Regions from separate parts of the Mus musculus genome. Here region 1 is linked to region 2. The links are chromatin contacts, called in public HiChIP or PLAC-seq maps. All regions are on one chromosome and are shown on one strand. Each heading gives the region's core, a stretch centred on a gene start, on an enhancer-like site or on the middle of the called end of the contact. The rest is flanking DNA. Distances are from core to core; before and after follow the strand shown. Region 1 has its middle 140 kb from the start of Gm32727. Region 2 has its middle 140 kb from the start of Mir7025.

What was found. HiChIP or PLAC-seq counts read pairs in DNA pulled down with a chosen protein or histone mark.
Region 1: a contact with region 2 is called in an H3K4me3 HiChIP or PLAC-seq map of bone marrow-derived macrophages, with 8 times the contacts expected there. The contact joins two enhancer-like sites. A contact is called at or near these places in 1 of 484 Hi-C or Micro-C datasets (bone marrow-derived macrophages), 1 of 115 datasets of contacts at active chromatin or transcription factors (bone marrow-derived macrophages) and 1 of 9 other capture datasets (embryonic stem cells).

Annotation. Positions count from the first base shown.
Region 1 is chr5:75,834,501-75,838,518 of GRCm38.p6, reverse strand. No RefSeq gene overlaps it. Among named protein-coding and RNA genes, the nearest start is that of Gm32727, 140 kb to the left of the region's middle. Within about 2 kb of position 2,703, at least 92 of the 459 cell types and tissues checked have an H3K27ac peak or open chromatin away from gene starts, as enhancers often do. A contact at or near this core is called in bone marrow-derived macrophages, where this site is marked.
Region 2 is chr5:75,314,161-75,318,445 of GRCm38.p6, reverse strand. No RefSeq gene overlaps it. Among named protein-coding and RNA genes, the nearest start is that of Mir7025, 140 kb to the right of the region's middle. Within about 2 kb of position 2,210, at least 26 of the 459 cell types and tissues checked have an H3K27ac peak or open chromatin away from gene starts, as enhancers often do. A contact at or near this core is called in bone marrow-derived macrophages, where this site is marked.

The DNA of each region.
Region 1 (4,018 bases), core at 1,454-3,953, 520 kb before region 2:
TGCCATTGCAAGGTGGCGCTGGCTACCACTGGCCACCACGCATAAGTTTGGGCAAACAACCAATGTGTACATATGCAGTAAAGTTTTTTGCCAAGACACTGCCTGGCCTGGGCATGATAATGAGGTTCTGAGAGTATAACCAATCAGATGTGAGACATGCAAATGAGGTATGTTAATGAGGTTCTGTGAGGTACTGAGAGAGAATAACCAATCAGATGAGGAACATGCAAATGAGGTATAGTGCATAACCAATCCGGGTGTGAGACATGCCTCTCCTAGGCCTATATAAGCAGCACCAGTTCTGGGCTCGGGGTCTCTTCGCCTCTGCAATCAAGATCTCCCATTAAACGTGTGCAGAAGGATCCTGTTGCAGTGTCGTTCTTGCTGGCGAGTTGGGTACACGCAAGAGTGCCCTAAGGTGTATTTCTATTCTATATAAAAGAAAATAATAACGGGTTAAATGACTTGAATGGACTAATATCTGGTATATCCAGCATTAATGCCCATATTACCTCATTCTACAGCTTGCTACCTTTCTGCCTTTCTCACGTTGTTCGGGCCATTTTGTTCCTAAAGATATTTTAAGTAAGTAATTTATTGTTTGGTTTTATTTTTTTAAGTGTGTATATGTGTACATCTGTGTAAGGGTATGTGCAAATATACTACATGTATGCATGTGTACACATGCGCTGCTTGTACATGTTTGTGTGGATGCATGTGCATATTCACAGCATGTATATGTTTTTATGGACTCGTGCATATGTTTTACATGTATATGTTTATGTGGATGCATGTGTATATGTGATGGATGTACTTGTTTGTGTGGATACATGTGCATATGTGTTGCATGTATGTGGATTCATGGGTATATGTGTCCTATGTATTTTTGTGGATGCATATGCATATGCACCAAATGTACATGTTTGTGTGGACACATGTATGTATGTGCTGCATGAGCAGACCAGAAGGTGTCGTCATCCTCTCTCACCATCCACTTTACTCTTTTGAGACAAGGACTCACTGCACTGAAGCCCGTTACATTCACCGAGCTGGGTGATCAATGAGTGTCAGGAGATCTGCCCGTCTCTGCCTCCCCAGCCAGGGGTCATGCGTTGCATGCCTCTGCTGGCTTTTACATGGATACTGAACATCCAAACTCAGGTCATCATGTCTGCCCAGTCAGCACTTTACCAACTGTGCCATCTTTTCTGCCCCCTCAAGATCTCTATCGTGCTAAAATGATGCTATAATAGCAAGTAAGTTTCTTCTGCTTACCAAAGCCGAGAAGGAAACAATGGACCGCCATGTTGCAAGCCTGAAAAGTGTCCTTTCTTTCAACTTGTCAGCTTACACCACGTTCTGTCTGATACCCTTAGACCTCCGTTTCCTCCTTTGCCCACTTGATACTTGATGCTATTCATCTTTTTAAGGTTTCCACTAGGACTCCAATCTTTTCAGGCTGGGAAGCCCTGTGCTGAAGGCCAGCTTGGCTTAGCACCTTGCATGTTGTCAGTACAACAAGCCAGAGCCAGATGCAGCTCACTGAGCCGAAGAGCAACCTCTCTCCTGACAGCTTCGTGGGCAGAAAAGACACCTCCATCTGATGTGTTGTTCAGAGGAAAAGGCAAAGCGGAGTACAATGTGTATTGTATGCTATTATCTGCATATCTAAGAAGCAAGTCCATCTTTGAATGGTACATCTGTGTAGAAAAGTGATAGTTCCTCAGGTGGCTGAATTTGATGGCTGCCATGGTAAAAAGAAGCAGGAAAGGATGAATTATGGCTGACTATGCCTTTAATGCTTTTTATATTGCTTTCAAAATATGGATAAACTCTTTAAAGGAAAGGTATCTACCTCAGCCTATCATTTACGTGACTGCCATGTTTGTGTCTTAAATCTGCAGACATTAAAAAAAAAAAAGAATTATTTATTTTCTGCATAAGAGTACACCATAGCTGTCTTCAGACACACCAGAAAAGGGCATCAGATCTGATTACAGGTGGTTGTGAGCCACCATGTGGTTACTGGGAATTGAACTCAGGATCTCTGGAAGAGCAGTCAGCACTCTTAACTGTCAAACCATCTCTCCAGCAACAGATCTTCAGACTTTTACAAAATGATTTGAGAAGAGGAATTAGCCCAAGAGGAGGAGGCACTTTCTGGAATATTCTCTTTTTTTTCCATATTTGGGGCCATATAAGCATCCTGTAAGTCCCCGAGTGAGGACAACAAGGACAAAAGGAAGTGACCTGAACAGTAGCCCTTGGCTTCTACAATCGAAAGTGTTGCCTCGTTCACAGGCCCCAGTCTGTAGAGCCAAAGACCCAACCCATTCAGTTGGGTTTATGTTTAAAGACGCAACATATCCTCAGATTTTACTCTGAACAGGACAGTTCATTTGAACGTTGCCAAAGCCCTAAGCCTTAATGTTGCACGTGGCCCCGAAGCATGTTTTTCTGTTAAATTATAATCATCTCACCGGAGTAGATTGATTGTTTCAACAACAGCCATCTATGTCCATTCATAAAAAAAAATAAATAAAGCAAAGTAAATAAATCAACTTCCAAATCGCGTCCTTCTGCAAACACCAGCTGCACAGGAAGAGGAAGGCAGCCTGCGAGCAGCCCCTGGAGCACAGGCTGGGCTGGCGGTGGAGGAGAGCGGAGCCAAGCTGCTGCCAATACCATCTCCAGCCCACAGGAAAGAACCTCGGCGGAAAGCGAGGAGGCAGAACAATTGTGTGAACTTAGCTCCGGTTCTCACCCGCGAACATCTGGCCACCGCGTCATGTGTCATTTATTTGATTCAAACCTGATCTGGGATTACGCACCGTGACACTCTCTTCAAGAGGGCCGGGAAGGACGCCATCAGAGACGAGGGAGCACAGAATCACCTCAGTAGCAGAACAGTGGAGCGGCTGAGAAGCTGGGTTTCTGAAATCACCCATTCACGATGTCCATAATCCTGCCCACTCTTTTAAGGGGGACATCAAATAAAAGCTGGAAGCCAAGAGGTCTCTGGGAAAGCCCTCCTGTTGAGAACCGCAGGAAAAACCAACCGCGGAGGAGGATGTCATCTTGGGATTGGCCCTTCGGAGGGAAGAGCACTGCTTTAAACAGTGTGTTTGCAAACACAGATGTCAGGGACAGGCAGTTTATTTTTAGAGTTCCGCATATCACATTTCCCCACACTGATTCCCTTTCTTATCTTTTTCTGCATCAGAACAGCCAAACAGGATTCGAGTGATGCTTTGAGATGGCTCAGTTCCCTGCATTGTGTCTAGAGCCTCGAATGCAGCAGACGCTTAGCTCCAACGTGGCTGTAGTGGCTTCATCCTCACAACTTCGGTCTTTGAACTGGAAGACTTTGGATAACCGTCTCGTGGGCTTATTCGCTGGCAGTTACAAATCAGTCTGGTGGTAATTATGCCTGCAGATCAGCTATTAAGTTTATGTGCTTGTCAAAATTTGACTCTATGCTCCATTGAAATGTAATTAGAGCCACTTAGAGCTGGTCAGACGCCAATCTTAAGACTCTGACTGATCTTGATGACTACAGGATTCGTGTTCAGCTCACCCTGGGACACCCTTCCGCTATTCCACAGACATCAGGGACTGGGAGAGCAGGACACCAAGCTGAAAGGAATTGAAAGCCCTGAGGAGCCAAGGAAATCCAGGGAGGTCAGACGCCAAGTCTTACATTTCCTCTGGGCAGAAGCTACTGATGGCAGGATTTTAGATTGGAGGAGACTGGGCTGGCATACCATACATGTAAGAGACTTGAAGAGTTTTTAGTTAACAGTTTACTCTCTCTATAAAAACTCAGACAGGACTTACAATGCACTAACCCTGCTCTAAGTGTTTTGCAAGTATTTACTGCTTTTGTTCCCAAGGCGATGTTCTACATAAGGACGATCATTATACCCAATTATTAGGTGGGACATTGAGTCATAAAAAATTAAAATAACTTGCATAGAGCAAAAGGAAGACTTTTAAACACTTCTTCCACCAAATACGT
Region 2 (4,285 bases), core at 961-3,460:
CAGTGACAGCAGATCATTGTTTCTGTTTTGCTTTTTTTCCCAGAACAACCACCACTTTGGGACTCTTGATTATGCAAATCAAAGGCACAGCTCCACCGATTGGAGCTGGGAAAACTCCAAAGTCAGTGTAGTAACCTGAACTCAAATATTTCATGTTCCGTTTAGTTGGGAAAGTGGATGGATGGTTCAGAGAGCTGTGTGTCTAGATTACTTGTCCCTTAGAGTGCAGTTGCTCATCTAAGCACAGCTTTCAACTGCTTCGTGCCCCTTTAATAGTGTATGTTTCTTGGGAAGGCTATGAATGTTTAGTGTTTAAATAGTTATCCGCAGCAACATCACAAAATAAATGGACTGGACTTAGTGCAGTCTACCCTGAAATGGATTGCTAAAGCCTTACATAGGATGCTGAAAGGCTCAGATTTGGGGGCCGGGAGAAACACCGTCAGACAAATGCACTGTAGTCTTGGGGGTAGGCATCCATAGGATGGGGCTTTATCACTAAAAACCCCATAGGATGGGGTTTCCTGATAAAAGGAAAAGGAAGATGGGAAGAGGGGATTCCTCCTGCCAGTGGCCATGGACCGCAGTCATTTCTGGCAAAGAAAACTAGAACTGAAAAAAATATATACCTCTTCTCTAGGACTTTGAATTTTAGCCTGGTCTTCAGACCCCATCAATGAATTCAGGACTGTAGGTGTTGACTTGATGATGTAAAGCATCAACCAGCACATGGCAACAAGGTGGAAGAGCTGCAGAGAGGCAGAGAAACTAGAGCAGTCCTAAATCTGGGTCTGACACTGAGAAATTTGAAAGCTCATGTTCATGTTGCCATATTGTCTCTCATCCTTCTTCTGATTAGATAACTAAGGACAAAGACTTCTCCAGTGTCTAGGGAGAAGAGGGAAAAACAGTATAGTGGTTTGAATATGCTTGGCCCATGGAAAGTGCTACAATTAGGAGGTGTGGCCTTGTTGGAGGAAGTATGTCAGTGTGTAGGTGGGCTTTGAGGGCTTCTATTGCTCAAGGTCCACCTAGTGTGGAAGAGTCACTCTCTCCTGGTTGCCTTTGGATCAAGATACAGAACTCTCAGTTCCAGCCCCAGCACCATGTCTGCCTATATGCTGCCATCCTTCCTGCTATGATGATAATGGACTAAATCTCTGAAACTTTAAGCCAGCTTCAATTAAATGTTTGTCCTTGTAAGAGTTGCCTTGATCACGGTGCCTCTTCACAGCAATAGAAACCCAAACTAAGACAAACAGAGTCTCTTCTCAAGGCCCAAACCCATATTAAGAGTGGAAGTCCTCAGGGATGGCTCTGCCCAAAGAATGGTAAACTCATAAGTATCATCATGAGTGAGATATGAGTCAAAACAGTAAAGAAGATGTGGGCCTGGGGACTGCGCTGTCATTGTCTAAATGTTTGCAAGCCACTCCTAGAGTTCATGAGTTGAAACCTGATGATGATAGTAGACAGTGGGGGGATTTGTGAGATGGTTGGAGTATGACAGGGCTTGTGCTAGAGAACCCAGAGAGCTTCAAGCTTTTGTACCCTGTGAGGACACCATAGAGGCATCCTCTATGATCCAGAGGCAGACCCTCACACCTACGAGTTGGCCAACATCTTGATCTTGGACTTCTCAGACTCTAGAATTCAGAGAAATAAAACTGTTGTTTAGAATCTCCTGGATTTTTACAGCTTTGTGAGACCCATCTAAATGAATAAAGGCTCTATCAGCCTCTGGAGCAGAAAGCCGGGAGAACAGCTGCACGACATTGTGAAAGGGACTCACTGCTGACAGCCTATCTCATGGGAGCTGAGGCACAATAATTTGGAGTCTTTTATGAATATGCACCATGTAGGTGTTCAGAATTCCAGTCTATAACACCTTAAAATATTGGATGAAATACTTTTAATATTTTAAATGCTTAGCTGAGTTGAAGACAGGGGAAGAATCCATCTAGGATAAAAGTAGCAAAAGCACGAATCCAAAGCAGAACCTGGATGTTGGAGCTGAATCTTGTCTTTAGGAAATCTGCCAATACATCGTTGGGTAAGTTTTTTTGTTTTAACAAGATATTAGCATAAAAGGGAGACCAACAACAAAGAGAATAATTTGTATGAAACAAGAAGGCAACAGAGACCCTTCCTGGAGCCAGTCTTCCAGAAGGCAACAGCCCCGATAAAGAGAAACTAGAAAAATAAAATTAATTTCACTGAAACAGAAAGTGAAAGTGCTTCCCTCTGTGAGCTTTGGGAAAATAAAGGCTCCTCTGAGAATTACCAGCCACAAGGTGAATGCCCTATAGGACTGGTATGAGTAAGTTTACATCCATTTAAATGCCTCAACTCAAGAATGGAGCATAAATATCACAGGCCAGTAATTCACAGGAGCCTAGAAGAAGCATGTTCAGATTTGTAAGGAGAGGGTAGGGAGATGGCTCAGCAACTAAAGTCTAGTGCTTGGCCAGAAAGCACTTGGGTCATCAAGCTGGATGCAGTGGCTCAGATCAGTAAAGGGAGCACACATACACACATGTACACACTCACACATATGCACACAGACATACACACATGTATACACAGACATACACATGCACACAGACATACACACATACATACATACACACACATATACGGACACACAGAGACATACATACACACACACACACACACACACACTCGCACTCAGAGAGAATAAATAAAGCTTTTTAGGAAGGAAGGGAGGAAGGAAGGAAGGAAGGAAGGAAGGAAGGAAGGAAGGAAGGAAGGAAGGAAGGAAGGATGGCAGGCCAGCCAACTGGCTTGATGTACTGATTTACTCTATGTCTCTTAACTGGAAACCAGAAAATCAATTATTGACCAAGCAGTGAAAGCTGGTATCTAAGTTCTCAGAAGTGACCAGGAATCATGTAGCCATAGGAAAGTTCACTGGGACACTAAGCAGGGCAGGGGTGAGGTGGGGTAGGGGTATCTTTAGGGAAATGAGCTTTAGTTAAGTCTCAAACAATTGTTATAGATAATGTTTTAATTACCACAAACTCACAATGTATATTAAAACATCACAGATACATGATGAAACAATCTCCCATGAACAGGAGCCAGCAGACATAACAGACACAAAATCACACCACAAAACCTGCACATGTTAGAACAATTAAACTCCAGCTGTAAACTGTGTGTATATATACGTGTATGTTTAAATAAATAAAAGAGAATACCACAACTGTAACCAAAAGACCAGAAAGACTCTTTAAAATGAAGGATATTTGGCAGTAAGGATTTACAGTGGGAGTTTAAGCAGAAATAAACCACTTATTTAGAGGGTAATGCTTATCTATTAGAAATACACATTTTATTAGTACAGATGAAATGATACAATGTATGAGATCGTCTTCAGAATTACCTGGAGTAAGAGAAGCAAATAGATATTCAGAAGAAACAAATTGATCTCGATTTAAATCATTGTTGAACGTAGGCAATAACACATGGGAGTTACCTTGCTATGCTTTTTACTGTTGCATATGTATTTCTTTTCTTATTGCTGTGACCAGACACCTGGGGAAAAAACCCACACAAATGAAAGAGGAAGAGTTTATTCTGACTGTGAATTGAGGAGACACAGTCCTTTGAGTAGGGAAAGGCATGGTAGTGGCAGGGTGAGGTACCTGGTCATATGGCATAGAGTCAGGAAGTAGAGGACAAAGAAGTGGGGTCAGGTTACAAAGCCTCAAGGCACACCCCCAGTTACCCATTTCTCAGTAGCGTGTAGTTTTTGCTATCTCTCCTCACCCCCACCCCAAGCTCCAGGAACTGGCCTTGCTCACTACTTGCCCAGTCCAAAGAATATTGGATCCATGAATGAAAAACACAGACGCACATGCCAGTTTGTCGTAAAATGCCTTTGCTAACTCAATGACTGGGCACTGCTAAACCTCCTATGCCACCCCAGGTATAATCCGATAGAGTGGCCAAAGGCCACCCCAACTGAAAACTCACATGGCTAGTTGGCTTTATCTAGTGCAGCTACTCTCTCCTCACTTCCCCTCCACCCTGTCCCACCCCCATTCCCCGCCCCATCCAAGCCCCTTCCCCCGCCCCATCCCTTCTCTAGCTTGCCTATGGGACAGGAAGTCCCGCCTATTCAGCCCAGCTTATTGGCTGCTCACATCTTTATTGATGGATCAAGAACCAATTGGGGAACAGGACCTTGGCATCAGAACCACTCCTACATTTCTCCAACTAGGCTCTGTGTCCTAAAGGTTCCACAGCCTTCCCAAACAGC